2 separate regions of the Mus musculus genome follow, and region 1 is linked to region 2. Evidence: chromatin contacts called from public Hi-C data. All regions are on one chromosome and are shown on one strand. The core of a region is the stretch at or near the end of the contact, and the rest is flanking DNA. Distances in the headings are between cores, read along the strand shown.

What was found. Hi-C and Micro-C count contacts between places; a contact is called where the count stands out from the background.
Region 1: a contact with region 2 is called in a Hi-C map of embryonic fibroblasts, with 1.6 times the contacts expected there. The contact joins the promoter of Dlx5 here to the enhancer-like site in region 2. A contact is called at or near these places in 2 of 484 Hi-C or Micro-C datasets (MC3T3-E1-derived osteoblasts and embryonic fibroblasts) and 3 of 9 other capture datasets (adipose tissue, liver and pancreatic islet).

What each region holds. Positions count from the first base shown.
Region 1 is chr6:6,877,486-6,884,475 of GRCm38.p6, forward strand. It overlaps Dlx5 (distal-less homeobox 5), which reads right to left and starts at 4,583. Exons shown (of 3, transcript NM_010056.3): 1 at 4,047-4,583; 2 at 2,041-2,225; 3 at 316-1,003. The coding sequence starts at 4,401. The coding sequence ends at 674.
Region 2 is chr6:6,799,783-6,806,487 of GRCm38.p6, forward strand. No RefSeq gene overlaps it. Among named protein-coding and RNA genes, the nearest start is that of Gm34871, 44 kb to the left of the region's middle. Within about 2 kb of position 2,914, at least 25 of the 459 cell types and tissues checked have an H3K27ac peak or open chromatin away from gene starts, as enhancers often do. A contact at or near this core is called in embryonic fibroblasts, where this site is marked.

The DNA of each region.
Region 1 (6,990 bases), core at 3,333-5,832, 79 kb after region 2:
TTCCCTCACACACGGTAGGAGAAATGTAGTTAATTTCAATATTCCTTCCTACCCAAAACATTTGGAGCTATATTTAATATCATTTAAATGGTTTTGTGGTTAGAGGGAAAAAACCATCCTAAACACGACAGTACTATAAACAGGCCATATGTGCAGACAGATACATGAAATAGAGCATCCAACACAAACACATTTCTGCAACCAGACAGCTCCTGACTTCTGTTTTGCATTGTTGGATTTCTGGAGAATTCATCTGTTCTTAACCGTCTGCATATAACCTCACTAGCCAGTTATCAGGGGGCCAAAAAGGAGCAGTTTCCATGGTCGAAATAATTTTATTTATCCAGAATATACAGTTTAATTCCTCTATCTACACTTATTTACACGGTTAAAATAACATTGAAAAAAGTCTTTTGAAAAGTTGAGGTCATAGATTTCAAGGCACCATTGATAGTGTCCACAGTTGCGCAAAAAAAAAAAAAAAAAGGGTTCTTTTCGTAAAAAAGGGGGCGGGGCTCTCTGAAATGCAATAACTTACATGCAAAAAAAAAGTTTACACATGAATCTTTTTTGTTTCCATTGTTCAAACATCCCCGTATGAATTCCTTTCTTTCTGATTTCTAAACCAGCACAACACTGTAGTCCCAAAACTGAGCAAGAGAAAGTAGCCCATCTAATAAAGCGTCCCGGAGGCCAGTGCCAGCGGGTGCTGCAAGGAGCCCGGCGGTGGCAGGTGGGAATTGATTGAGCTGGCTGCGCTTGGGTACCAGGAAGCCGAGTTCTCCAGGTAGCTGGACGCGGGGGACTGGTTGGAGGTCGGAGGGTGGGCATGAGGGTGGTGGCTGAGAGAGCGGGATGAGCCCTGGGGCTCCCACACCGCTGGTGACTGTGGCGAGTTACACGCCATAGGGTCGCTGGAGCTGGGACTGTGCTCCGGGGGCATCTCCCCGTTTTTCATGATCTTCTTGATCTTGGATCTTTTGTTCTGAAACCAGATTTTCACCTGGGTGGGGAACAAAGGCACACGTTACCGGGACACTCAGAGGTTGCACGCGCCTTTCCCTGAGCGACGAATGAAGGCTCTCCTGGCCCTAGACTATCCTGCCCTGATAACTAACTACCAGCAGCAAGCCGCCCATCGCCAGGAGGTTGCAGTTTCAGCCTAGGCAATGGGAGGGACGCACAGAGGGAGCTCTGTCCAGCTCAGCGGGAACCAGCTTCTGCTACCCCAAGGCTTTGTCTTTTATTCACTCTAGACCTGGTCGCACGTGTGGGCCTGTGCACCAGGTCACTGGGGAGGATACCTCTCCTGCTCGAAGGCCAGAGTCCCCGATGGGGAGGGGCTTGGGCCAAACTGTAGGTGCACTGTGCCAAGGGAAAGGAGAGATTGTCCAATCTCCTGTCCAACTCCCTTCAGTCCCCTCGGCACTGGGAGGCCAGACTCTGCCTGAAGCTCTGGGCTGCGACTTGAACATTCCTTATTCTAGGCCCCAGCGGGCGGGGTTGGGAGGGAAAAGAAGGGGACAATCCCGGAGGGTTTCCCCGTACAACAGCGCCCCCCACCTCGCGACCTTCAGGCTGCTGAGGCTTGATCTGCCTCAGGGATAGGGTCGACCGGGACAGGACGATCCAGGCCTTTGCATGGCTGGAGACTCATCATCAGGCCAATAGTAAGGCAAGCTTCTCACTGTGAAGGGACCCAGACCTTTTTCAAGAGCGCGAGGCAGATTCCCCCTCCTCCCAGAAATACCCCTTCTCTTGTTTTCACTATGGAACCTTGGTCCCCAGCCTTTGGTGGTTAAAGCAGGGGTGGGTTTGGGTGGGAGGGGATGGCGGCAACTCGGGACAAACGACGAATCCCGCGCCCACCGCCACGTGGGCCTGGCTCATGGAGGGAAAGATGCATCGGTTGGTGTCTTTCTATCTGTGAATTTCTGCAAAGTGCTAGAGAATCGGCTCCAGCCAGTCGGGACCGAACCTTGCAGCCGAGCTGGGCTTGCAGGCGAGGCGGGGCCGGTACTTGGCGGCGGCCGGATTTACCTGTGTTTGCGTCAGTCCTAGAGAGGCGGCCAACTCCGCGCGTTCTGGCAGGGCGAGGTACTGAGTCTTCTGAAACCTTCTCTGTAAAGCGGCCAGCTGAAAGCTGGAATAAATAGTCCTGGGTTTACGAACTTTCTTTGGTTTACCATTCACCATCCTCACCTCTGGCTCCGCCACTTCTTTCTCTAAATAACCAAAACAGACTAGGTTAGAGCTTCCTGGCAGACAATGGCTCGTTTGCACAGGCCCTCAAATCAGCGAGATTTTGTTTGTTTTGAAATATGTAGTCATCTTTCTCTTTCCCAATATCACAATCTTGGCTTTTCAAACCCCAGAGAAATCTGTCCCATCCTCAGATCATACATGGAAGAGCTGGCGAGTCTCTGACTACTAGCCACTGTGTGCGTGGGGCACTTTGTACACATCAAGTTCTTCGCTTTAGGGATGGAACCCTTTGGAGATGCTTATTTTTCTCATTATTTTTTCCCTCCCTGTATTCACCTTGTGTGTTTCTGGGACGCGAATAGCCACTCCAATCCCTGGGCGTCACGCGAGGAGGCCCCTGGGCCATGACCCTCTGTCGGCGTCTGTTCGGGCGCCCGCAGAGGCTAGACGCTTGGGCAGGGAAGACGCTAGCCAAGGGCTCCAAAGTTCAAAGACCGACAAGCAAACTATGTTCCTTCACTACAGCGGCAAGCGGTCGGTCGGGGCTGCGGCAGACAGAGAGCCGATTATGTAGTCCCCATAATCTCACTGCAGATCTGAGAGGGCACAGATGTGTCTGGTTTCTTTCACAAATAGACTTAATATGTTCTTGACCAAAAAAAAAAAAAAAAAAAATCCTCTCCCTATGCAAGGATACAGAGACAGCAAGAGGAGCAGACTCAAACTTCCATCAACAATGTATTGCAAAGGAATCTGTAGTAAGGATATTTTCGTAGTAAAGGGGAGGAACCAAGGAAGAATTCTCACTGTCATAAATGTACCCCGCTGGGGTCCTGTGAATCCGTGTTTTGCTAATGTGCCCCTAGGCCACATGGCCCCTTTTCCCCCTTCAGTCCTGAAAGGAGTGGAAGAGTCGGTGTATGAAGCTGCTGCCAGAGGAAGGGTGGAGAAGGAGGGAGGGCTGCGGTCTCCGCTCTACTGGAGTAGGGGATGCTAATATTAGCAGCCTTATTAATGTGTCGGTGAGGGGAGATCAAAATCGACTAGTAAAATTTCTCCACTGAGACTTCACGCCTCTCATTTACCGCCCAAGCTCTCTACCCCACTGTAACGCTCTAAGGAAGTTTCACAGTGGACGGAAAGGGGAGTCTGTGGGGAAGAAGGAAGGCAGACAAATTCTAGGCACTTACGGAGAGAGCACTCGATGGAGTGTGTGTGTGTGTGTGGGGGGGGGTCCCTCTAACAGAGTGAACTCTCGGCAATCCTCCGCTATTTTAAATGACTTTTTGTATTTGGAAATACCTTGGATAAACCGCAAAGTTCCCTGTTCGCTTTTCTGTCAGGCTGCAGCCCTCCGGCCCCCAGGTCACCCGGTGTGCTGCCCGCACCCTCCATGAGAGGCCTCGGGGCGCTTCGCTGGCTAATCCAGACTAGATCTCACCAACTCAGCACGCTCACCCAGAATTCCAACTAACTTTCCTTTTATTACGCAAACACCACTAGGGCTGCTTGATTTCACCCACCCCCCGCCCCCCAAATCCCTTAGCCTCTTTGCAGCCAAGCTGGCTTTCTGGCTAGGCCAGCTAGGAATCCAGCTAAGGAGGGATCCTCGAGCAGCGCCAGAGGCAAAACACCCGATTAAACCTCTTCAAAAGTCCTCCACTGCCCCCCCCCCCATGCCGGTGTGAGGTGCTGTCCTGTTTGCAGTCCCAGGCCCCCACTCGCTTCTGCGAAGCACCCTTCTATGGGTGCGGACAGCGTGGCCCTCATCTACCACCCAACTTGGCGCCCGCGGGGTTACGGATGCCCTGGGTACCTGCCTCCCGCCCCCGCGCGCCTACCTGGCTGGCTGGTGGCACTCGGGACGCGGTTGTAGGCGCCGCCGTACTGGTGGTAGGGGCTGGCGTAGCCGTAGTCGGCATAAGCCTTGGCCGGGTAGCCGGCTGCGGAGCCGTTCACGCCGTGGTACTGGTACTGGTAGGGGTTGAGCGCTTTGCCATAAGAAGCAGAGGTAGGAGAGCAGTAGCCGTGCGGGGCGGCCCCCGCGGGACTGTAGTAGTCAGAATCGGTGGCCGAGGACTCGGGCAAAGTTGGCGATTCCTGAGACGGGTGGTGCATGGCGGCGGACGTCGGGAACGGAGCTTGGAAGTCGCCGGATCGGATGCTTGGGACTCTTCTGTCAAACACTCCTGTCATAGCTCCCGGGCGGTGGCTGTTCTTCTACTGCGGCGGCCGCTGCTGCCTGAATTGGCTGTGGAGCTGCTCTGGTCTAAGCAGACATGGCTGTGGGAGCGAGGGAGGAGGAGGAAGAGGAGGAGGCGGCGGCGGCGGCGGGGAGGAGGAGGAGGAGGAGGCTGGGAGTCGTGGAGGCTCTGTCTCCCGCAGGCTGACTGCTGGCTGAGGCGCAGCACAGCCTTGGTTAAATCCTTAATTGCGCGCTTACGCACAGCGGGGTGGATCGGGTTCCATTGGCCAGGGCTTCGGGAGCAGAGCAACACCCTAACTCGTCCAACTAGTTTTAGCACAACAAAGCATTGCTTAAAGAGAGAGAGAGAGAGAGAGAGAGAGAGAGAGAGAGAGAGAGAGAGAGAGAGAGAGAGAGAGAGGCGTACAAGGAGAGAGAGAGTGTGTGTGTGTGTGTGTGTGTGTGTGTGTGTGTGAGAGAGAGAGAGAGAGAGAGAGAGAGAGAGAGAGAGAGAGAGAGAGAGAGAGAATATGAGTTGTTCCCTGTTGGGGGAGGGAGGGTCTCAGTCGATCTCTTTTTAGTGAATAGCTTCGACAAACCAAGCAGTCCCAGGGCCTAGCTCCGTGCTGTTTGAAGACAACGTGTTCCAATCAGCAATCTCAAAAGTACAGTTTAGAGGATGCGGTTCTTGATGCTCTTTTCTTGCTCCACACCTACCAGTCCTCTCCCCCCTCCTCCGACGGAGACTGTAGGAGAGAGCACCGCTGTGGGACTGTGTGCAGAGGAGGAGCAGTGTTAGATGGCAGTGAGAACAAATGGAGAACAGCATTGTCTTAGTGGGATGATGGGAAGCAAGTTGCAACTAATTTATGTTGAAAATTTGTAAACTGGAAAACAGTTGGACACGCAGCAAGCGCTTTTGCAGAAGCCCCTGTTTCTCAGGACTCCACAGAGATGTCCAAGAATCTAGACGTCCCCAGTGGCAACTGAAGTCTTTACAGGGACTGCTGAAAATCAATGTCTTTCATTCCTGAATACCTTGCCACTGCCTGAACTCTCTTAGTTGGCTTTCCCAGAGAGCTGAGCAGCCTTTTGGTTTTTTGCTCAATATCCTCGACTACTTGGAAGCTTCTAGAATGGCTCTTGTCTCAGTTCAGGAGCCAGATTCCTGCAAACGTGAATTGATTTGGGTGTGTGACCTATAGTGTGCCTCCAGACCAAATGGAGTATGAAGACCGAAAAGTAGGCAAGGAACCAAGTCCGCTTGGGAGATGGGGTTTCGATCATGGACGACCCTCTCCTGGTTCCATTACCTACATCCACTCCAATCCCCCTCTCAATTCTTGAGTTTGGGTTCTGTAGCATCCCCCATTATTTCCTGCCTACTGAGCATCTTCGTTTATGTACAAAGGGAGCAGGGTTCAAGACTCATACACTGGCCACAGACCACCAGAAGAAGTTTATTTTGTCAACATGGGCTTTTCCTCTAGTTATGATTGAGTGAGGCCTTAGGAATGTGTTCTGATCCTCACTCAATGCTGTGTCTACTCCCCTCAAAAATGAGTTGTATCCTATTTTGGGCCTCCTTTTGGCCAGGAACCTGGGAGTGTCATTGAATGTTCAGGGTGGAATCTTCTGGTTCCTCTTCTGGTTCCCCTTTTGCCAGGGGAAGAAGTGAAAATCTGCCTGAGTTTTGTCTGAGGTTACTTTGTTCTTGTTTTGGCAACCAAGGACTCCAAGCCTCTGTCAGAGAGCTGGAAGCAGGAGGTCAGTCCCTCTCTGGAATCTGGAGCTGCAACTGGAAGCAGCAACACGTGCCTCAGGTGCACATGGGCCCCATAAACCCAGGCTACTGTTGCTTTTCCTTGGCTGTACAACTTCAGCTTTTGTCAACAACGAGAGGGAGCTAGCATGCAGCAGGGCCACCCCTTTCTTCATCTGGAGTCCCTACTTGCAGCCTTGGTGTCTCTAGATTTCCCTTCTGACACAGATGTGTGGGTTTAACAAATGTTTGCTGTTCCTTGACACTGATCCCTTGCCTTTGATTTTCATGTGGCTGTCCAGGCTCTAGATTTGCACTGAGTGTCTTCAAGGAGGCAAACGTACTGCTGACCTTACTGGATTATGATTGCGGTCTGCTCTAAAGATGCTCACCTAATCCATGGGGCCTTACAAATCAATGCCTTGAGCTGGTCAAAGTGTTCAGAGGTTATAAAAAAAAAAAGTGCAGAGAGATGGGTGATCCCATCACAGGCCCCAATTTTATTTACTATAAATTTAAATGTAATAACCAGGAGGAAAAAGGTCAGCATGGTCATTATCGCCAGAAGGAGTCTAATAGTTCTCTTAAACCTTGGTGAGAAGGCAGCTTCCCATGACCCTGATACTGGAAACTGCAGATATACTTCATGTTATATTGGTAAGATAATTCTACATCTTGCTAGCATTTACTCGCTGCTTCCTTTTCTCAGTGGAGATATGCATTTACACATATGGATGTACACACATACATTATTGCACATGTCTGTATATATTACACATATATACACATATACGCATGTAAAGATATATTACACACAAAAATGTATTTATGAACAATG
Region 2 (6,705 bases), core at 1,664-4,163:
GTACTAAAAAAATAATATGTGGTATCATGTTGGATAAGTGTCATTGCTGCTTGATAGATCAGTGGATAAGTACATGATAGAAAAATCAATGATATATGAAAATAGGTGGTAGATACATAGACAGATAATATATAGATGATAGATAGATAGATTTTATATATATGCTAATATATATATAGATTTATAGATATGTACAACAATAAAAATGACTGGAAAACAAATTTCAAGAATAGCATTCTATATTGATATGGACAGCCCTTTGTATCCTCTCCTAGGAAATTTCACATCTATTCCTATTAAGACTAGGACCACAACAGAGCGGTATCCCCACTTGACAAGGCAGGAAGCTATATGGGTAAGCACTTTTTCCAGGATGGCACCTGAAAGCATGACATCATAATCCAAAATGACTCCCTTTTCCATCTCTTTAGTTGGTACTTTTACTTCCATCTGAGATACATATCTTGCTTAGCACTAGACCCTAAGCAAACTAAGCTATCTCGGAGTATTGTTGTATTATGCTGTGTATCACATTGTGTATCAATCACACTGTGTGTGCATCACACTGTGTATCAATTACACTGTGTGTGTATCACACTGTGTATCAATCACACTGTGTGTATCACACTATGTATTAATCACACTTTGTGTGCATCACACTGTGGATAAATCACATTGTGTGTGCGTTTTACTGTGTGTGCATAACATTGTGTGTGTGTAACACTGTGTGTGTATCACACTGTGTGTATCACACTGAGTGTATCAATCACACTGTGTGTGTATCACACTGTATATATCAATCACTCTGTGTGTGTATCACACTGTGTGTATCACTCACACTGTGTGTATCAATCACACTGTGTGTGTATCACGTTGTGTGTATCACACTGTGTATCAATCACACTGGTTGTGCATCACACTGTGTGTACATCAATCACACTGTGTGTGTATCAATCATACTGTGTGTGTATATCAATCACACTGTGTAGCATTCTGTGCATCTCGCTGTGTATGGCACTGTAGTTAAGCTATTGTAGTTAAGTTAAAAGGACATTCAACTTGCCTTTCATTGTATTATTATTTTATGTGTCTGAGTGTTTCACCTGAATGTATATCTGTGTATATTCTGAGGAGGCCAGAAGAGGGTATTGGAATCCTTGGAACTGGAGTTGTTGTGAGCTGCCATCGTGGGTGCTGGGAATCCACCCCAGGTCCTCTGGAACAGCAGCTAGTATCCCTAGGGACTGAGTGACCTGTCCAGGTCCTTATTTACCTCTTTAAATAGAACAATCTGGGGGCAGAGAAATGGTTCCATGGATAAGCACACATCTTGGCAACCCACGTTCAATCTCAGGAACCCATGTTTAAAAATATAAAACCAGATGTATTGGTGTGCAGCTGGAATCTCAATATTTCTACAGCAATAAAGTTGATAAAGAGACAGGAGACTCATATAGGTCTTTAAGGGCCAGCTAGTCAAGGGTACACAATGAAGCAGCAGAGACTAAAGCGACTCAGCTTTAACCAAGTAGAAAAGAAATCCCACAATGAAAGAATTTTTCTGGGTATTGATTTATGGTTCCTTCAATTGTTTAAATGAGAGATTTCTTCATGAATTTCAGTGGCCACCATGAAACTACATAGTCTACACAGGAGTAGAAAAATTACGTGCAACCAAACTCTGTGCGCAGTGGGCAAACACACACACTGCATCAGAGAGCAAGCACGCTCCTCAAGGCCAAGTGCTACCAGTTATGTGTGATCAAGGAGTTAACTTTTAAAGGAAATGCAGACAGCCCGGAGTGGACACTGTACAGTTCTGTCTCTTCTAGTCTTCAGTTGGGGAATCTTCTCCTTGACTCCAGATCTCTCTCGGGAATAGTAGTCTTACCAACTGCTTCGAAGGAGTTATACAGTACAGGCCAGAGCTTGGGTTTGGAAAAGAGGCAAAGTTAACCGATGCTGTGGCTTACTATGAGACCTTGGAAGGGGCGTGTCGTGCTGTAGAGTTCTCCTCCACCAACGCTCGCAGCCTACTATTCCCTCAGGAGTCTCGTTCTTTGTATTTTTTCATGAAAGTTTGGCAGGCTGAGTAAGAAATACTAATTGGAAAAAAGTCCTCTCAGTGCAGGTCTCCTTTCGTATGACCTGTGATGACAGCCCCACGAGGAGATTGTGAGGCCGGGTTCCTTCTTTCATTGAGTCTGTCTTACTGAGAGGAAAAACTGCTTTGTGTGATGGCTTCATGGCAAATATTGGCAAAGGCTTTGCCTGCATACTGAGAGACATTTCTGACCGCAGCTCATGAACCACACTTATTTACTCTGGCACATGCCCACTATTTGTTCATAGGCTTTCTGTCTCTACTAAATGTGTTCCAATTTTGGAGGCTAAATCATTGCCAGTAGTTTCCAAGACATTCCGCTAGGCTAAGCAAATTGCCCTAAGTGGTAGTCAGAAACGACTGGCATGGTACTGTAAATACAGACTATTTGCAGAAAATGAACGACAAAGGACATCTTATCTTTCCTGTGCCACTAAGACCCATAGGTTGTATCCTTCAGAAAGGCATCCAAGGTGCTAACAAGAATACAAGGGATTTTATCTGCACTAGTGCTCAGAAATTGCACAGATACTAAAAGTGAGTTATAGTCTAAAACAGTTCTGGGTCCAGGCTATAGCTGTAATCAGGAGGTGTGTCACTTACCATAACCTAATTAGTATCACCTCTTGCCTATGATGGCTTTTGAGATGAACATAAGATCTGAGAGTAGTAGAGAAATGGAGAAGAAAATGGATGTCTTCATGGTCTCCTCACAAACTGTTTCTGCATCCATTCTCCCCATCCCACTGTGAATCAGCACTGACGATGATAAGGTGATCTGTAAGACAGGGTGAGCTGTACTGAATGATGCTGACTCAAGATCTGGGGTGAGTGTGAAACTCTCTTTTTGTACTTAAACTGAATTGCTCTGCTTCATATATCCCCCGAGGCAGACTCAAAGAGAGGTCTGCTGTGTGACATTGCTTCCCTATCTGTAACTTCTTTGCAATTCTCTTACTAGGCTTGTTCCTAACCAGAAATGAGATTTTAATTACATGTGCTCATGAAAAATAAATCAGTCTGTGAACTACAGGGCTGGAAACCTTAGTATCAGCTCACCAATATGGCATGGTTTTGTTTGGAAAGAGTTCACTCAAAAACAATTAAGCGATTGGAAATACTGACTTTCTTTGGAGGAAGCTAAGAAGATTCTTGCAAGTTCTTACATATTTCATGGTACCTCTTTTTTTTTATTAGATATTTTCTTTATTTACATTTCAAATGCTATCCCGAAAGTTCCCTATACCCTCCCTCGTCCCTGCTCCCCTACCCACCCACTCCTAATTCTTGGCCTTAGCATTCCCCTGTACTGGGGCATATAAAGTACCTCTTGAGTCACACTGAAACTAGTGTCTTTCATCCCAAGGGCGAAACAAAATTAAGTTGAAACAAGCTCAATTAAAACTCTCTGTGGTGGGTTAGAATGGAGACCGAAGAGCCTACACATCTCTCCTTGTGTGTATTCTGTTACCATGTCGGCTATTTTAGTGTTGGTAGAGGACGGCATGACGGAAGACTAGGTAGGAACAAGGCTACCACATCAAACTGATAGTGGGTAGAGAAAACATTTGACACCTCCCGCCTTCCCTGCCCCTTGTCTGCTTTTAATTTTGCTAAATCATTCCCGTCTGGAGATTGTATATTTTAAGTTGACTCTCCCAGCAACATAGAGGTACAGTGTCAGGGAGCCCGAAGTCAGACTCAGGAGCAAAGCTACAGAAGCTATAAGGCTCTAAGTCACAAAAGAAAAAGAAAAAAGAAAAAAGCCAGAAAAGGAGCAGGGTACGAGATCGCTCACATGGCTTCACCTTTACATCACCTGGAGAGATGGCCCTTAGACACAGATTTCCTCATCAAGGATTTACAATTTAGCATGCTCTAAAACTTTTGGGAGATGGTGTCCTGGAAAATGAGAACCTACATTGAATTTCACTGGGAAAGAGATTTAACAACAGAAAGAACTTCAAAGTAGGCCTCTTTGCCCACCAAACTATAAAGCTGATAGAAAAGCAGAAAAAATATTGAACAAACCCCTCAGACATGTGATGCATACACACAAACACACAGAAAGACCCTGATGGCATAGGCTGCATCAACAGAGGGCCTAAGAGGAAAACAGACTTCTGCCTCAGTGTGTCCTTGACTCTGTCGCTGGGACTGGCGGACAGAAGGAATTTAAAACTCACTCGTTCTAGGCCCCGACTCTTACTGTACATTCTCAATGCATATGTGCCTAAATAATAACTAGATACAAGATAATTTCTAACCAAGGAGTAATTATGAGGTTCAAGTGGGATCAAAGCCACTATGATTAAGGACAGAAAAGGGACAGGTAAGTAATCAAAACTGTTATCTATTGTTTTTATCCAGAGACTTAAAACAGTACATGGAGTGAAAGATAGATAGATAGATAGATAGATAGATAGATAGACATATGCATACATGTGTGTGTGTGTGTGTGTGTGTGTGTGTGTGTGTGTGTGTGTGTATGTCGTACTTTTCTTTCCTGGAGGAATAGTCTTGAACTTAATCTATAATTGCTGTTATCACTGACTGCTTTATCATAAATGTTTTCTCCTACACAGGTTTGGAGAGGGTTCTGGAAGTTTGTCATGACCACAGCATTTCATATCACTGTAATGCCTCTTGGCAGAGTTAACTCTGCGGTTCCCAAGCAAGGCAAGAATAGCCTTGGTGTGGGCTTGCACATAGATCTGTATAGCACCATGCTATAAGGGAAATTCCTGTTGAATGGCATTTCTTCATGTTTTTTTCAACAGAATGACTCGATTTTTTTTTCACTAATAAAGGAGATATGATTTGTTTTTCAGTGACCTGGTTGGTTTCCTAAAGAAATTTCTGTGACTAGAGTCAATGCCGTTCTTAAAAGTGAAGATTTACCATGACTCTAGTTAGTTTGGAGTACAGATTTTATTAAATGTATTTGTGTGTGGAAGTCAGAGACTGACACCAGACACTTTACTCAATCACTGGCCACCTTATTTCTCAAGATCTGTCTCTCACTGAACCTTGAATTCACCAATTCAGTGATGCTGACTGGCTAGGAAGTTCCTGGGGTGACTGGATCTTTGTTTGTCTTATTTTTTGAGACAGGGTTTCTCTGAGTAGCCCTGGCTGTCCTGGAACTTGCTCTCTAGACCAGCCTAGCCTCCAACTCACAGACCCTCCTGCCTCTGCCTTCCAGGTGCTGGGATTAAAGATGTGCACCACAACAGCTCGGCCCACACTCAGCCTTTGACATGGATGTTAGGGATCAAAACTCAGGCCCTCTTGCTTTTTCTGAGAGCGCTTTGCCAATGTGACATCTTCTCAGGCTGCTGACGTTATCAGTTCATAGTTAAAGGAACATTAGAGGCATTATTTAAGGGGAAACTAGTTATTAAGGAGAGAGCAGAGATCATAAGGTGTGTGTGTGTGTGTGTGTGTGTGTGTGTGTGTGTGTGTGTGTATGTGGTGTGTGTTTTTGTACATCCTTAGACTAGTACTAGAAAGTCTATGCCCTTTACATATTCACACATATAAAAGACAAGTATTTACATATAGAAACCACATAATTAGTAAAAACCCACCAACAGTGCCCGTGGTTCTCACTGAATATAAGTCACAGGGGAATTTTTTTCTGTTTCAAGTTAAAGCAGAACCTTGCCTTGAAAATGCCTCAGTGAATGTGTTCTGTCTGTGCTATGATGACATTCAGAAAAATCTTGTATTAACAGAGCAAAGCAAAACAGTGTCCAATCAGTACTGGTGTGGGTACCTCAACAAGAAAATCCCTTGCCTCAAACCATTATGTAATCAGAAACAGCACATCATCACTGCTGTTTCCAAAGCGATGGTGGGGAAGGGATTTGATCTGAAGTACAGGATCACTTGAAAGAAAGAAAGAAAGAAAGAAAGAAAGAAAGAAAGAAAGAAAGAAAGAAAGAAAGGAGGGAGGGAGGGAGGGAGGGAGGGAGGGAGGGAGGGAGGGAGGGAGGGAGGAAGGGAAGAAAGAAGGAAGGAAGGGAGAGAGAGAAGGAAGGAAGGAAGGAAGGAAAGAGAGAGAGAAAGAGAGAGAGAGAAAGAAAGAAAGAAGGAGAGAAAGATAGAAAGAAAGAAAGAAAGAAAGAAAGAAAGAAAGAAAGAAAGAAAGGAAGGAAGGAAGGAAGGAAGGAAGGAAGGAAGGAAGAAAGAAAGAAAGAAAGAAAGAAAGAAAGAAAGAAAGAAAGAAAGAAAGAAAGAAAAGACAGGCATGGATCATGGGATTACATAGTCTAAACAGGGCAGAGCAGTAGGCAATTCTGAATCATTCATCTTTCTGATCTTTGAGGAATCGGCCTGTGGGCAAACCATGGGGCGAGGCTGGGTGTGCCTTGGTGAGGGAGGGTGCCTGTGGGAGGGGCACCCAGTACCCTTTCTCAGTGCCAACCCCCAGGAGGAGGAAGGCATGGGCAGTCCTTGGTCTTCTGTTGACAGAAAAGTCAGGCATGTTCTAGTGCCCCTACAGCACCTCCTCCCTCCACTGAGGTGAGACCTGGCTGTACAAAAGAGATGCTCTGCTCTGTGAGCCTCTGGGCCCCTCCTACCCACAACAGGCAGTC